2 separate regions of the Gossypium arboreum genome follow, and region 1 is linked to region 2. The links are chromatin contacts, called in public Hi-C maps. All regions are on one chromosome and are shown on one strand. The core of a region is the stretch at or near the end of the contact, and the rest is flanking DNA. Distances in the headings are between cores, read along the strand shown.

Evidence for each region. A called contact is a pair of places that touch in the nucleus more often than the background predicts.
Region 1: a contact with region 2 is called in a Hi-C map of leaf, with 2.4 times the contacts expected there. The contact joins the promoter of LOC108457673 here to the promoter of LOC108453317 in region 2. A contact is called at or near these places in 2 of 5 Hi-C or Micro-C datasets (both in leaf).

What each region holds. Positions count from the first base shown.
Region 1 is chr7:70,328,122-70,335,278 of ASM2569848v2, forward strand. LOC108457673 (polygalacturonate 4-alpha-galacturonosyltransferase-like) reads right to left here and starts at 1,989. Exons shown (of 12, transcript XM_053031188.1): 1 at 1,829-1,989; 2 at 1,436-1,489; 3 at 1,190-1,344; 4 at 677-711; 5 at 512-571; 6 at 264-398; 7 at 93-159; 8 at 1-6. The coding sequence starts at 1,331.
Region 2 is chr7:69,918,400-69,925,586 of ASM2569848v2, forward strand. It overlaps LOC108453317 (glyoxylate/hydroxypyruvate reductase HPR3-like), which reads left to right and starts at 3,735. Exons shown (of 3, transcript XM_017751389.2): 1 at 3,735-4,414; 2 at 4,498-5,038. The coding sequence starts at 3,935. LOC128295579 (a long non-coding RNA gene) reads right to left here. Exons shown (of 3, transcript XR_008286106.1): 2 at 5,813-6,684; 3 at 5,414-5,621.

The DNA of each region.
Region 1 (7,157 bases), core at 739-3,238, 410 kb after region 2:
GATCATCTGCATAGAACAGCCAGGTCAGCATGAAAGAAAATTCACCAATAGCATTAGGCATATCTATATTTAACAGATCAGAAATGCATTACCATTAGGAAGCTTTCCCTCTTTAACTTGAGACATTTCTTGTTTCAAGTCTGTAGCCTTTTGATTTGACTTTGAACAAGTGAGAATCATATAAAGATTAGTCAATCAGCAACTTTTTTTTTTCTTTGGAGGAGGGGTTGGGATAGATTTGACTACTGAGGTATGATCCTAACCTGAGAAGTAGCTTTATCCGCAACTGAAGACTCTACCCCAATAACTTTCCATGATGTAGACAAATTGCCTTTTCTGAAAGAATCAAGACTTAATGGCCCCAAATCAGCTGTACTAGTAGATACAACATCAATAACCTAGAATGATTTGAGTATGACATCAGATGATAAATATAATTGACAATTAAAGTCTAATGACAATTGGAGCAAGAACCATAATTTGTATAGAATATAATCCAACACGCACTCACCTCTTTAGTGAATAGGTTTTTGATAGATTGGGATGCCAGCCTTTCTCTCCAGTCAACATTCTGCAAAACCCATTTTAAAATAATGCAGATCTGGGTATAAAAGCTGTCACAGTCTGTCATCTAAGTTAAAAGCAATGCAGATGGATAAGGTTTTAAGGAAGAAACCTGTTTACCAAAACCACTTTGAACACTATCTTCGTCTGCACAAGAAACAAAAATTGGAACAAAGATCAGATGCAATCAAAGAACATAATTGAATTTACATCTAACTTTATACTCACAACACAATTCAACATAATTGAACAAAAGTTCTATTATGATGATAAATATTAGGTGAGATGGAGCAACGAATTGTAAGTTAAAATTGGACCTTAGTAGAAGCATCACTATTCACGACAATGTTGTGTAACTAAAGTTAGACCATTTGACTTCACAAATTTCTAGTAAAATGAGAAGCCAAAAACTTTTTTAAGAAATTCACTAATCAAAGCTCGGAATCAATTAAAAGATGAGGCACTTTTCAATTTTATCAGATCGAAAAGGACGCATTTATAAACTAATCAAAACAAATAATTAATTTATCATCATGCTAAAATACAAAATCAAAATCAAATATAAAGTTAGATCTGGTCAGTAGGTACTTAAAAACGCAGGGGGAAATTAAGAGAAAAAACGAACCAGAAATGTAAAGCCCTTGACCGACAAAGAAAACAAGTAGCGTCAGAATTGAGAAGAAAAAAAGAATCACGATACGCAATCGAGATCCAGAACTTCTGCTCCTTTGGACGCCCACACTGGATAGTCCCCGCTTCAACGCCATTGGCTATCAGAGCCTAATAAGAACAATAGCAGCAGCAAAATCACTTAAACATTAAAAAAAAAAAACGAAATTGCATAATCAAAAGGTGGAAAAAGGATAATTACAAGTTAACAGTGAGGAGATCGCGTGAAACTGAAAGCAGCAGATCCGTATCGAAGCTAGTTGGAATGGAAACCCATGGGAAAGCAAGCATAGATTAAGCGTTAATTAAATGCTTTTATCAGTAAAAAAAAAAAAGAAATTTAATAGTGCAGAGAGAAAGGGAAATGCAGGAAGATGGTGGAGTGAGGAACAAAATTATGTTTCTTGAAAACGAAGTGAGTGTAATTTAAAAGGAATGCGTTGGCCTAAACAAGCAAGAAACAAAAGAAACTTGAGATAACAGAAATTAATATATATATATATAGATACATATATATATAAAGAACAAGGGGATCTTCGATCTTGGTTCGGTTTTCGTTTTTTCCGTTGGTAAGGGTTATTTTTCATTATCTTACTATCGTCTTCGCTTTCATATGTTCATTCCTTCCGGAAAAAGATGATCTGAGAGATGGGATAATTATTTTAATTTCTCTTTTAGCCGACAAAGACGTTGCCGTTTTTATCGCCAGTCTAGCTTTATGAAGTAATGAGCCAGCCCACCTTATTCTACTCCATGCAGCTTAATTATTCTACTTTAATATAGTTTTATATTATATAAATATAATATTATCAAAAAAACATGGGTTTTGTACAAATTAAACATATTATATAAATATAAGGGTAAATTACACCAACAATTACTTAATTTTGGGTAGCAACAAAATAGTCATATTAGTTTCATTTTAGTCACTCAACCTTAAAAAATAACAAAACAGTCCTTTTTTATCCTTTTTCGTTACAAACGTAATGGCAAAGTGACATGACAGATGACAGCTTGCTTGGTATCATTAGCTGTCAAGTTGGCCGGTTAGCACCGATTTAAATAACCCTTTCAGCACCCATTTAGGGCTTATGTAATAGAAAAAGAAAAGAAAGAGGAGAAAGAGGAGGAGGAAGAGAAGAGAAAAAAAGGGATTTGGGGTGGTTTTTGTCCAAGGCAAAGGGGTTACCAAAAGGAAAGAAGGGTTTGTTGTCAAGGATTGAAGTAGGGCTCTTGAGAGATTTAGTGTCGAGAAAGGCTTTAAATTTTGGAGAATCGAAGAAAGATGAGTTTGGTTTAGTGCTATTCTGGGCAAGGGATGCTTGAGAGCTGTGATCAACTATTAAAGTTTGCTTCATGGTCACTACTCCAGACTTATTCTTCAGCATACTTACCTGTCCTCTTTTTATTAGATGGATATCAGAATCAAACCCCGCCAAATTTCTAATATGAAACAACTACAAAAATAAGGAAACAATTAGATTTTGACTAGAAAAAAAAAGAAACAAAAAACAGTAGGGAAGCAAAAGATGAAAAGGGAGAACCCAGATCTGAAAGCTCATTTTTTCTTCTTATCTATGTTAAGTGTTTTTCTTTTTCATCTTGTTTGTTTCCTTTGTGTAATCACTTTGTCAAACTTGTTAGGCAGAAAAGAAAGGAGAAGACAATAAAAAGAAATTAAAACCAAAATTAGGATTTAGAAACTGATAAAACACTAAAAACTCATATCTTTCTCTCTTTCTCCAGTTTTATTCTTCTTATTGTCCTTCAATCTTTTTTTTTTTTATTCTAGTTACTTATGTGCTGTTTTTATCAAAATTAGGTAGCGAAGACTTTTTTTTTGGCAATTTAGTATTTCAAGAAGAAATTTCTCCATGGGACAAAGTTTAGCCTTTGAAATTTATCCACAATAGAAGAAGAAGAATATTGGGGAAAAAATCCTAACCCAATTTAATGGTGGTGCAAGTGGTGGTGGCTAAAGTACTTGTCAATGTTGCCAGTTTATTTGTGGGGTCAGTTGTATAAGGGTTGTTGGAGACTTTGAGAGGAATATTATAGTCTCTTCTTCTTTTTCTTTTTCTTCTTCTTCTCTATTATTAGGGTTTTTTTTTCTTTAATTTCTTCTTAAATTGGGTAGGTTTCCATTATGGACATCCAATGTGGCTAGTTAATTGGCCACATCAGCTAGTTAACTGGCCACGTCACCTATCTCGTTAGAACTGTAACGGAAAATGTTAGTGGGTGACTGATTTGTCACTTTTTGATAACGTTAGTGACTGTTTTGTTATTTTTCTAAAGTTGAGTGACTGAAATGAAACCAAGGTGACTGTTTTGTCAGCTACCCCAAAGTTGAGTGACTGTTGGTGTAATTTACCCTAAATATAAAGTTAATAATTATAAAAAAGTAAATATGTTATAAATTATGTTATTATATAATGCTTTTAAATTTTATAAATACTTGTAATCTTTTAATATAAATATGTATTAATACTTTTAGTTATCAATTTTAAAAATAGAATTGCAATTTATATTTTATTATTTAATATAGCTATGATTTTTAATTATTTATTATATTATAATGTCTATAATAGTTATTTCTATTGTCATCACACCACTGTAGCTGAGTTTGAATCCAAACAATAATTTCACCACTTGTTTTAATCTCACAGTTACAATAATGAATTTCACTATCACCATTATTTTTAATCTCACTAAAGGCAATCTCACCAAGCGGTGAAATTAAAATTAGTGGTGAGACATGTGTTTGGGTTCAATCACAACGGTACCAATGAGGCAATAATACAAAATTACTATTAATGACATTAGATTGAAACCATATATATTAGAAGTTCTAAATTATTTTATTTTTTATGAAATTATTAAAATATATGAAATTATAATTTAATTTAATAAAGTAATAATATGTGTCATAATATTTTTCTTATAAATATTTTAATTATTTATTTTATAATCATTTTAATTATTTATTGTAATAAATTACTATTGAGAATAATAGTTTGAGTTTATAATATAATAAATAATTATTTAAAATTATTTTATATTAAAAAAGTATTTTCACTCAATTTTGAAGACGCTTTCATTTATCATCCAAACGTTAAATCTCTAATAACTATTGACTATACACTTTCATTTTGGTCACCCAACTTGTAGTTTGCTTTCATTTTGGTCATTCCAAAAAATCTCTTTTAAGTATTGGTTGGGGTAAAAACAAAACATTAAAGATTAAAGTAAAAAAGGATAGAAACTAAAATAATGTATTAAATATTTTTTTCAAAAATTGTACTTAAAGTACTATTTTTTGCAATATTAAAATTTTAAATTTCAAAATATAAAAATTAATTAAATAAATTATTGGAATTTTTTATCGTGTTGATTTGTTACTATAATATTAAAATTAATTAATTAATTTAAACTCCTTACAAAATTTATGTTTCCAAATTAAAATCAATTCAAACAATTCATTTTTAATAATTGTCTATAAAACTCAAATGGTTTTTGATTATATGATCTTAAAATTTCCATGCTAAACGAAAAGTAAAAAAAATCATCGCAGTTAATTAAATTAATTAATTTTATATCTTTCATGTAAAACAAAACCTAGAATTTTTTTCATTAATTCTTTATCGAAACGAAAAATAAGCAATTGCAATGACTTTTTCTTTACTATCAACATAGCATAAAAGATTCGAAATTATATAATAAGAAAAATTTAATATTTATTAAATTTGATAATTAATCGGGTCATCTAATATGAAGAGAAAAACATTAATCCATTAAATTTAAAAATAACTAGACTACTTTTACATAATACAACATTGATATTTTATTGAGTGTATAAATAAAATAAAAGTTATATATAACTAAAATTCGTCATATGATTAAGAAAATTTTGATAAAATTGTTTCAAGGTCACTTTACATTTAAAGAAGAAGAATGGAGTTGAAGTTTTGTTGCTCTGCGACTTTCTAAGCTTTCTCTGTAGTTTACTGTTTATGTACAAAAAGCATTAGATTTTATTACCTACAGTATAATTTAATATAGTAAGAAGCAAAAGCAAAAAGATGAATGAAGAATTTTGAAATGTGTGTTTTGCTTTTAAAATGTTAATATTGGTTTTATGAGTAATCATTGAAAACGAAAAAGTCTTTCCAATGAGGAATAATTGAGTGTGAGATAAGTTGTGTCCAAGGACAACTAACATCATTTTGTTATTAAAAAGGCCACAAATCCATCATCATATTTCCATGTAGGAACTACCTTCGCAATTCTCCAGTCTCTTATAACACACGGATCATTCAACCTATGCCTACCACTCCTTTTACAATCACTTTGTAACCGTTAGGTATATTAACAGTTAATCCAATCAATTTTTCTTTTTAAATATATTAACTGAATTAAAATATTTTGATTAATTTAGTTGATTAATTAAATTTATCGAAATTTATATTTTTTTCTTTTGGTTAAATTAAGTATAAAATATATAAAGAAATACGTTGCTAATGTTCATTTTCTTTTTCTTTTTTTTAACAATTTTAAAAATATATATTATATATAATATGTATTATTTATTTTGATTAATATAAAAATAATAGTTAAAAATACATTGCTAATATAAAATATATATTATATATAATATATATTATTTAATTCGATTAATTATCCAATTTCAAACCGAATTAATCGATAACTGAAATTTCAAAAAATCATTAATCAACCTCCGACCTAACAATATTCGGCCATCGACTGATTAACCAAGTTAGATTAATTCAGTCGATTAATTCGAATTTAACCGAACTATAAACACCCTTAAATTTTAATTGGTCTTCAGCTAGATCTTGAAGCACTTCTCACCGGAAACAACCCCATTATCATTCCATCACCAAATAAATGATTTTGGTTGAACCTGCCGATTAGGATGTAATGTACGATATCAATTATGTGAGCATCTAAGTACACTCTACTTAAGTCTCGGCGATGATCTTTTGAGAGACCAAAGTTCGACATCCAATTATTGACCCAAAATTTGATCTTGTCCCGCTTCCCATGGTCCATCAAATATTCTTCTTTAAAGTACCTTATATCTTTCAAATCGACTTCCTAATGATTACTTTAAAGTTACTTTTAAAAAGTGTTCTTAAAAACTATTTTTGGAATGTGTGATTTAAGATTTTAAATATTTAACATTATTGTTAAAAAGTATTGTGAAAATTTAAAAGCTAATTTTAGATGTGAAATTGTAAAATAAAAATAAGGAAATTTAAATGATATTTAAATTCATTAATATTACAATATATGAAAACCAATTTTAAATACTTTAAGCAATTAAAATAAATTATTTGTGCTAATAAGACTTTGACATTGTTGGTTAAAGTGACACACTGGGTTCTTATGTACCCAAGTTTGAGTGCCACCATTCGCAATTGTGATACCTGGGTCTTCAATCTCAATATGTGTATCCTATAGATGGTTGCATTCGCTTTTTATCTGTTGTATTTTATACTAGTTTGATTCTATTGTAGTTGCTTGGGCATATATTTATATTTGTTATAGTGAAACTTTTAAAGAATAAATTATTTGTAAAATTTTATTTCAATATATAAATCATATTTAGATATTAAAACAACATATAATTCAAAGTCATAGAATAATTGACTCAGCAAAATATTCCTTTCTTTTCATTATTAATATTGCCGCAATATTATATTAGAATTATTTTGTATTCAAGTTAAATTATAGTAAAAATATTAAAACTTATAATATCCCTTTGTTAAAATCATGAAATATGAAATATAAATTTTAAAGAATTTTTGTTGAATAATATAAATTTTAAAGAATTTTTGTTGAATATATAAATTATACTTGTAATTTAAAATTAATATAAACGAGGGTAAATTTATAATTTG
Region 2 (7,187 bases), core at 2,485-4,984:
TAGTTTTATTCCTATGCAAAATTTTAACTGATATTGATCATATTAATGTGAACGGATTGATTTCGATTATATCAATAGGTACAAAATAAATTAATTTTAAAATACAAATGTAATTATATATTTGGACTTATTAAATTATGAATTGTTATATGACTAGTATAGTATGATTTTATTGTTTAATTTATGAAATAATTTTTTGATTTTTGATTTTAAATTTGTTTAATGATGGATTATATTTATAGAGTTTATTAAAAAATATTCTATATAATAAATGAATATTTTATATGTGAGATTTATTTAATCTCATTATTTGATATTTATAAATATTTTTATATACATATATCAAGTATTTTTTAAAACCAACGATAAATTTGAAATGATATATTAAACAAATTAATACTTACACAAACCGGTACCAGCAAAAAAAAAAAAAAAATCCACCATTGTGATAGCTACTACATGTTTGGATAGCAACTCTAATTGAAATTTAAATATTCTACGCACATCACATCTGTCATTTTTTATTAGCCTTTTCCTAACTCATAAATAGGAGTATAATGCACTCGAGCGCACTCAAAACTCACTCATGTTCTCTTATATTAGCAACAATATCCATGCCAATCAATAGAAAGAAAATAATGTTAATTATCTATAAACAATATTATATATATCTAAATAATATTTAGATAAAAACATGCCTTATAAATATAATAACATGTAAATTTAAGTTAAAAAGCAGAATAGAACATTAACCTTCAAGCATTGATATTTAATTCTTTTTATGTGTATCAATGTTTATATACTCTTTAACAATTGATGAACATAAGAATCTTTTACACAAAGGCCCGCATATATAGCACAACCATTAACTTTTTCATCAAAAACTTCCTTTCAATATTAATGTATCTTTCAAACAAGCTTTTTTAATGTCTTTCAATTAAAGACAAAACACAAAGAAGCGTTAATTGGATTAGTTGTAGCAAAATGTCCGCATCAAATGTTAAAATTTAACCATCATGCTTTCAACAACCAACTTTATGAAAGCACCATTTTTTTTTCCATTAAAGATTTGAGTTATGAATTTATTAGTTGAAGATAAAATAAACCACTTTAAGGATAAAATTTACATTCTCCCTTATTCTTAAGAAATTGGCGATAAGTCCTTTAAAAATTGATGTTATCTTTTATGTATTCTATTTCAAACAATTGTTCATTAGAATTTAATGAATAAATCTTATAGTTATTTAAGGTTAAAAAAGTAACATAAATGTGAAAACAAACCCAATATAAATGATTTTCATGTCTAATGATAATGTCCTATAAGACAAAATTATAAGATGGAACCAAGTCTCATTTGATGCTACAACATCATTAAAATTCATATGTCTTTTGTTAAAGGGTTAACAAAATGTATTTAATGATCACTTTTTTATCTTTAAAATGTTCTTTTATAACTAAATACTTATTGGACTGTTACTTATATTTTTTAACCATGAAAAGAATAGATAAATTATCATAATCCATTTTAATGTCTTACACATAAAATAAATTATTCTATGCCTTGCCACAAAACTCTTCAACCATAAACCATTTAAAGTTGCCTCAAAATAAGAAACCAACCCAATCTTCAAGGTAGAAGTAACACTCACTCATATCATTCATTTTGGAATTCTCAAAAAGAAATTGTTTCACTTTATATCGCAAATTCTTATCATTGGTAGCAAGTAAAATTTACTCGCACTAACCTTTTAATCGAAGCATTGATTCATGATGTTTTCTACAAAATTAAATAATAAAAAAATGATATCATGTAATTTTAAATATCATTAGCGAGAGACTTGTTTTAATCTATATATAAATTTTTAAGCTTGCATACCAATTGTGTGAAAAATCCTTTTGGTTATTTCATATAAACTTCCTCATCAAGATTTTCATCAAGAAATGTTGTTTTCACAACAATTTGATATAGTTCCAAGCCAAAATAGGCAACTAACGCCATAATAATATGGAGATTTTCTTTCTTAGATAAAAGAGAAAAGGTTTATATTCCCTCCTTTTGAGTGAATCTTTTGGTGATAAGTCTTACTTTATATTTCTTAATATTGCATAATGAGTCCCTTTTAGTTTTAAAGATCTATTACATCCAATGGGCTTTTCACCCTTAGGCAAATCAATAATACCCTAAATGTCATTAAATTTCATAAAATTCATCATTTCTTTCCAGCATTAACCCACCAATCAAATGCTCTACAACTCGTGGCTTGTAAAAAATTTTCAACATCTTTTTTAGCTCCAATGTCATAATTAGCTTATTGTCTAGATACACAATAGAGTCACTAGGTATGGTTCATTTATTAGTCCTAGTTTATCTTCATAATGTTGTATTAACATTCTCTTGAGGAACTTGTTCTACAAATGGTTGTTTAATAGCTTCTGGTAATTGTTGGGCAGCCTGATCTACTTAACCACCATAAACAATTTGTGGAAACTTAATGATTGGTTGTCTAACACCCATTTATATTTAAGGAATATTGTGAATGACAATCAATATTTCACTTGCAATGGGGGTTTGAACGTAACACCGCAAAATTTTTTTATAAGACATATAGTATTGTCCTAAGATAAAAAAATAGTGAAATTTCAAAAAAATTGGAAATTGAGTCAAATAAAGAATATTGTGGATGTGAGAATGTTGAAAAATGACTTAATTGCAAATTCTAAAAGAGTTGAAAGAATAAAGTGTAAATTATACCAAAAGAGAAATATAAATTATTATTAATTATTTGGCATGAAAGAATATAGTGGAATATGTATTTTGTGATGAAAATCACTTTTGGTTTCAAATTAGAAATATTTGAAAGTACATATATTAAATTATAAAATTTTCATTTTTAATGAGAAAATGAAAAAGTGTAATTTTCATCACCCAAGAATTCATATTAAATGTTAAGTGTGAATTATGAGATTTGAGTTGGAGGTAGCGATAGTGAGGGAAGCATAAGAGAAAGTTAAAATTTTAATATTTTTATTTATTTTAATATTTTAATATATTTATTTCTTTTATTTATTATTATTTTTGAAAAATAATTTCTTAAAAATATTTATATATTTTTATTTATTACTTTAAATTTTTAAAATAAGATCAAATTGAGACTATTTGTAAATTGAGGGTTTATTTTAAAATTATGATTAAATCAATATAATACGCAAAAATTGAGTGCTAAATTGTTATTATACTGATTTTTTAATTGCCATGTCACTCTCTTGTCGATACTTGACGACACCTAATAAATATAAAAACAAAAAATGATGTTGCTTAATTAAGTGACTAATTTTAAATAAAAAAAATCATAATTGTTGAAAAAAAAAGGATAATAAAAAGTTCTCAACCCGTGTCAAATAGTAAATAAATAAAAAACTTTGACTTGTCGGAATTAAAAAAAAAAAATTAAAGATTCAAATTAAGCCCAACTTTTTAAGGTTTACTCACATAAAGACTCAACTTTTAAAAATGATTACAAGAGCTTAACTTTCATAAACATGTTTAAATGAAAGTTAAACTTTTCAAAATGATCAAAACATTTTTAAAAGTGCTAAATAGAAGTTTATGTTTTTTGTATGTGCAAGGTTTTATTTCAAATTATATTCTATTGGCTTTCTTTTCTTCTCAACTAATATATTATTATTATATGTTTTATTATAAACAAATCTAGCATTTACCTAAAAATTAGGTGCATAAAAACCATTCTTTGAACACTTCTCTAAAGTTCAAACCATTATTTAATCATTTATAAAGGTTTCACCCTCTCAGCTCAAATTAGAACATTTACCCATAATGTAAAGAATCTTACAAATTATACCAAAACAAAAACAAAAATCTTACATAATCCGCACCTATCGCACACGGCACCGGTGAAAAGCACTAACAAAGCAAATGGCAGTAGCAGCTGAAAACCAATCTCAGCCTCCCCAAAACGACTTGCCCGATGTCCTCATCTTGAAACCCCCGACAGCATTCAGCATTTTCGGTGACCATTTCTTCCACTCACCCAAATTCCAATTCCTGAAACCGTTCGAATCCCCACTCCCTCTTCCCCAGTTCTTGCTCACCCATGCACAGTCCGTACAAGCCATTCTCACATCAGCTAGCGGTTCTGTCACCGCTGATACTATCCGCCTTTTGCCCCGCCTGGGTTTGGTCGTTACCACTAGCCAGGGCATTAACCACATTGATCTCTCCGAGTGCCGACGCCGTGGCATCGCAGTGGCCGGCGCTGGAACCATTTTCTCCACTGATTGTGCGGATTCCGCGGTGGGATTGTTGCTCGACGTTCTGAGGAAGGTTTCGGCAGCCAACCGCTATGTCAAGCAAGGGCTATGGTCTACCCAAGGAAACTATCCTCTTGGCTATAAGGTCGTAATCTTACCCTTTTTTCCCCTCACATTTAAATTATGTACGTATTGTCTGATTATAATTTGGTAATTGAAAAATTTCAGCTTGGTGGTAAGCAAGTGGGAATTGTTGGATTAGGAAGTATTGGAACAGAAGTCGCTAAAAGACTGGAGGCATTTCCCTGTTCTATTTCATACAATTCAAGAAGCAAAAAACCTTCTGTACCGTACACTTTTTATCCCAATGTTGTTGAACTGGCAGTTAATTGCGACGCCCTTATAATTTGCTGTGCTTTAACTGATGAAACACACCACCTGATTGGCAAGGAAGTGTTGTCAGCGTTGGGGAAGGATGGGGTCATTATTAACATAGCTCGTGGACCCATCATTGATGAGAAAGAATTGGTGCAGTGTTTAATTAAGAGAGAGATCCGAGGTGCGGGCTTGGATGTGTTTGAGCATGAACCTGATGTTCCTGTTGAGCTCCTTGCATTGGATAATGTAGTCATGTCTCCTCATAATGCTGTTTGCACAACGGAATCTCTCGAAGAGTTGCGTAAAACTGTGGTCGGAAATTTCGAAGCCTTCTTCTCAAATGAACCCCTATTAACTCCTGTTCCTTTGGATGATCGGCCCCATTCGTCAGGTTAGCTATTTACAAATTTCTCTAAGGGTGTTGTAATTCTCGACATCATGAATGGTATCTGTTTTGTTCTGTTGTTTTTATATTCCGCACTACAAAATCACGCTTGTATAAGAAATTGCTGTTGTCGAATAAGCTGATATGGCATACTGCGAAGTTAAAAGATATAGGTTGAGATCCTTTTGTAAATTTTTACGCCAATATCATATCAATGTCTTCCTCTTACCCATCCATCTCTCTTATTGATCTTATTGAAATTGACCATATGACGCCCTCTACTCAACCCGACCAGATCCGAGTATTAGGTGTTATTTCCAATAACAAATTTTACCTAAACTTTTTCTACTCGCCTATGTAACTATACTAACAATAACAAAATTTCTTTAATATCTTTCTCCTAAAATACCTTGTATATATTATTACGATTAACTCCATATACAATGTATGTTTACCTTTACATTTTGAAATAAACCATGAAGATAATTTTTCCTCTTCCTTCATTCTTCCTCCGTATGCGTAACAACTTAGTCCACTGTTTCCTAGCATAACCCTGACATCGTCTCCCGACGCACTATTATTTATACTCCTGAAATCAGATACATTCATAGTAAGTTCATAAGAACTTAGTGAGACAACTTTCACGCAATTATTTATTATTTCTTGTTAAGCTTAGAGCATTGCACTTTACTTCTTAAGCAGGTACTTACTAAAATTAGTGTTACGAATATTAAACCTTCACTTACTGTATCCTCTTTCGCACTCTGGAAGCATTCTTACCTTGGTCACAATTGTTCCACTTGGGGGCTTGAACTCATGACATTCGCTCTAATTCACCTTTCATTCTGGTGGACAAGGTAGCCTTCGTCCGCTTCAGCATAAAATGTTCCTCACCAGTCTTTCATCATCTCAAGCTCGTTGGTTGCGCTTTCATTTGGAGTTCGCTCAATCAACGTTGTCTTCAAAACATCACCACCATAAAGGCGTACGCTTCCCTTGACATAGATAACCACATAAGTCTTCCTTTGACATATATAGCCACAAAAGCGTCCAAACACATATACGAGATAGCCATAGAGTCGTCCATATAGTTAGATAGCCACAAAGGCACATACTCACATTAGATAGCCGCAAGGGCATCCAAACTCATATAGAAGATAGCCATAGAGGTGTCCATATAATTAGATGGCCACAAAGGCGTCCACTTTGACAGACTTCACCACGGGAGCACATTTAACAGATACAGCCTCGAAGGCTCTCATAGAACAGAACCAACCATAAAGACATCCACTTTAACATATTTTGCCACGAAGGTGCATTCGCAGAGTCGTCCACTAAGACTCCATATAATAGATATGGTCGTAAAGACTCACAGACTCACGTATAACAGAGGACAACCACAGAGGCTTCCATTTATCAGAGAACAACCACAAAGGCTTCCACATTTTGGTAAATGGTGCTTTCGATGATAGGGATTTGCCTAAACTCAACATTTTGAGATTTGCCCCTCATCGCTTGGTACTCGCCCAACCGTCCTTAATATTCTTTCCCCACATGGTGCCATAGTCCCAAACTAGGTGTTACACTATGTGGTCTTCGTATCCTTATATGATGCTATAGTCCCAAATTAGGTCTTACACTATATGGTCTTCCTGCCATGACCACGGTTTTTCCTTATCAGAATCTGTGTTTACTATCCTGACGGACTCATACGCAAGTAGACTTAACATGCAGACTTATGCAACTCATGCACAAACTCTTCATGCAGAGACAGAAACACACTTTGCCCTTCACATGTAGACTCTTTTAATGACAAACAGAATCGTGCTTCCAGAATCATGCAGAGACTTACTTATAACAAACAAAGACATACTTCCACACACACTCATACATACATGCATTTTCCTTTAGAATAGAAACATATCATTGAGCTCATTCTTTCTTTACATATTCATCATACACATACTTTTTCATAACAGAGGCATATCATCCATAAACGTCACATGCAAGCTCATCAAACAAGCATTTTTCACAAAATCAGCGTTTTACGCCTGTCTTCATTTCATAGATCAATCATTTAGAATAGAAGAGGTGAATCTAGAAACATACAGCCACACATACAAGTAAGGTTCAGTTCAGAGACTCAGAATCCTCA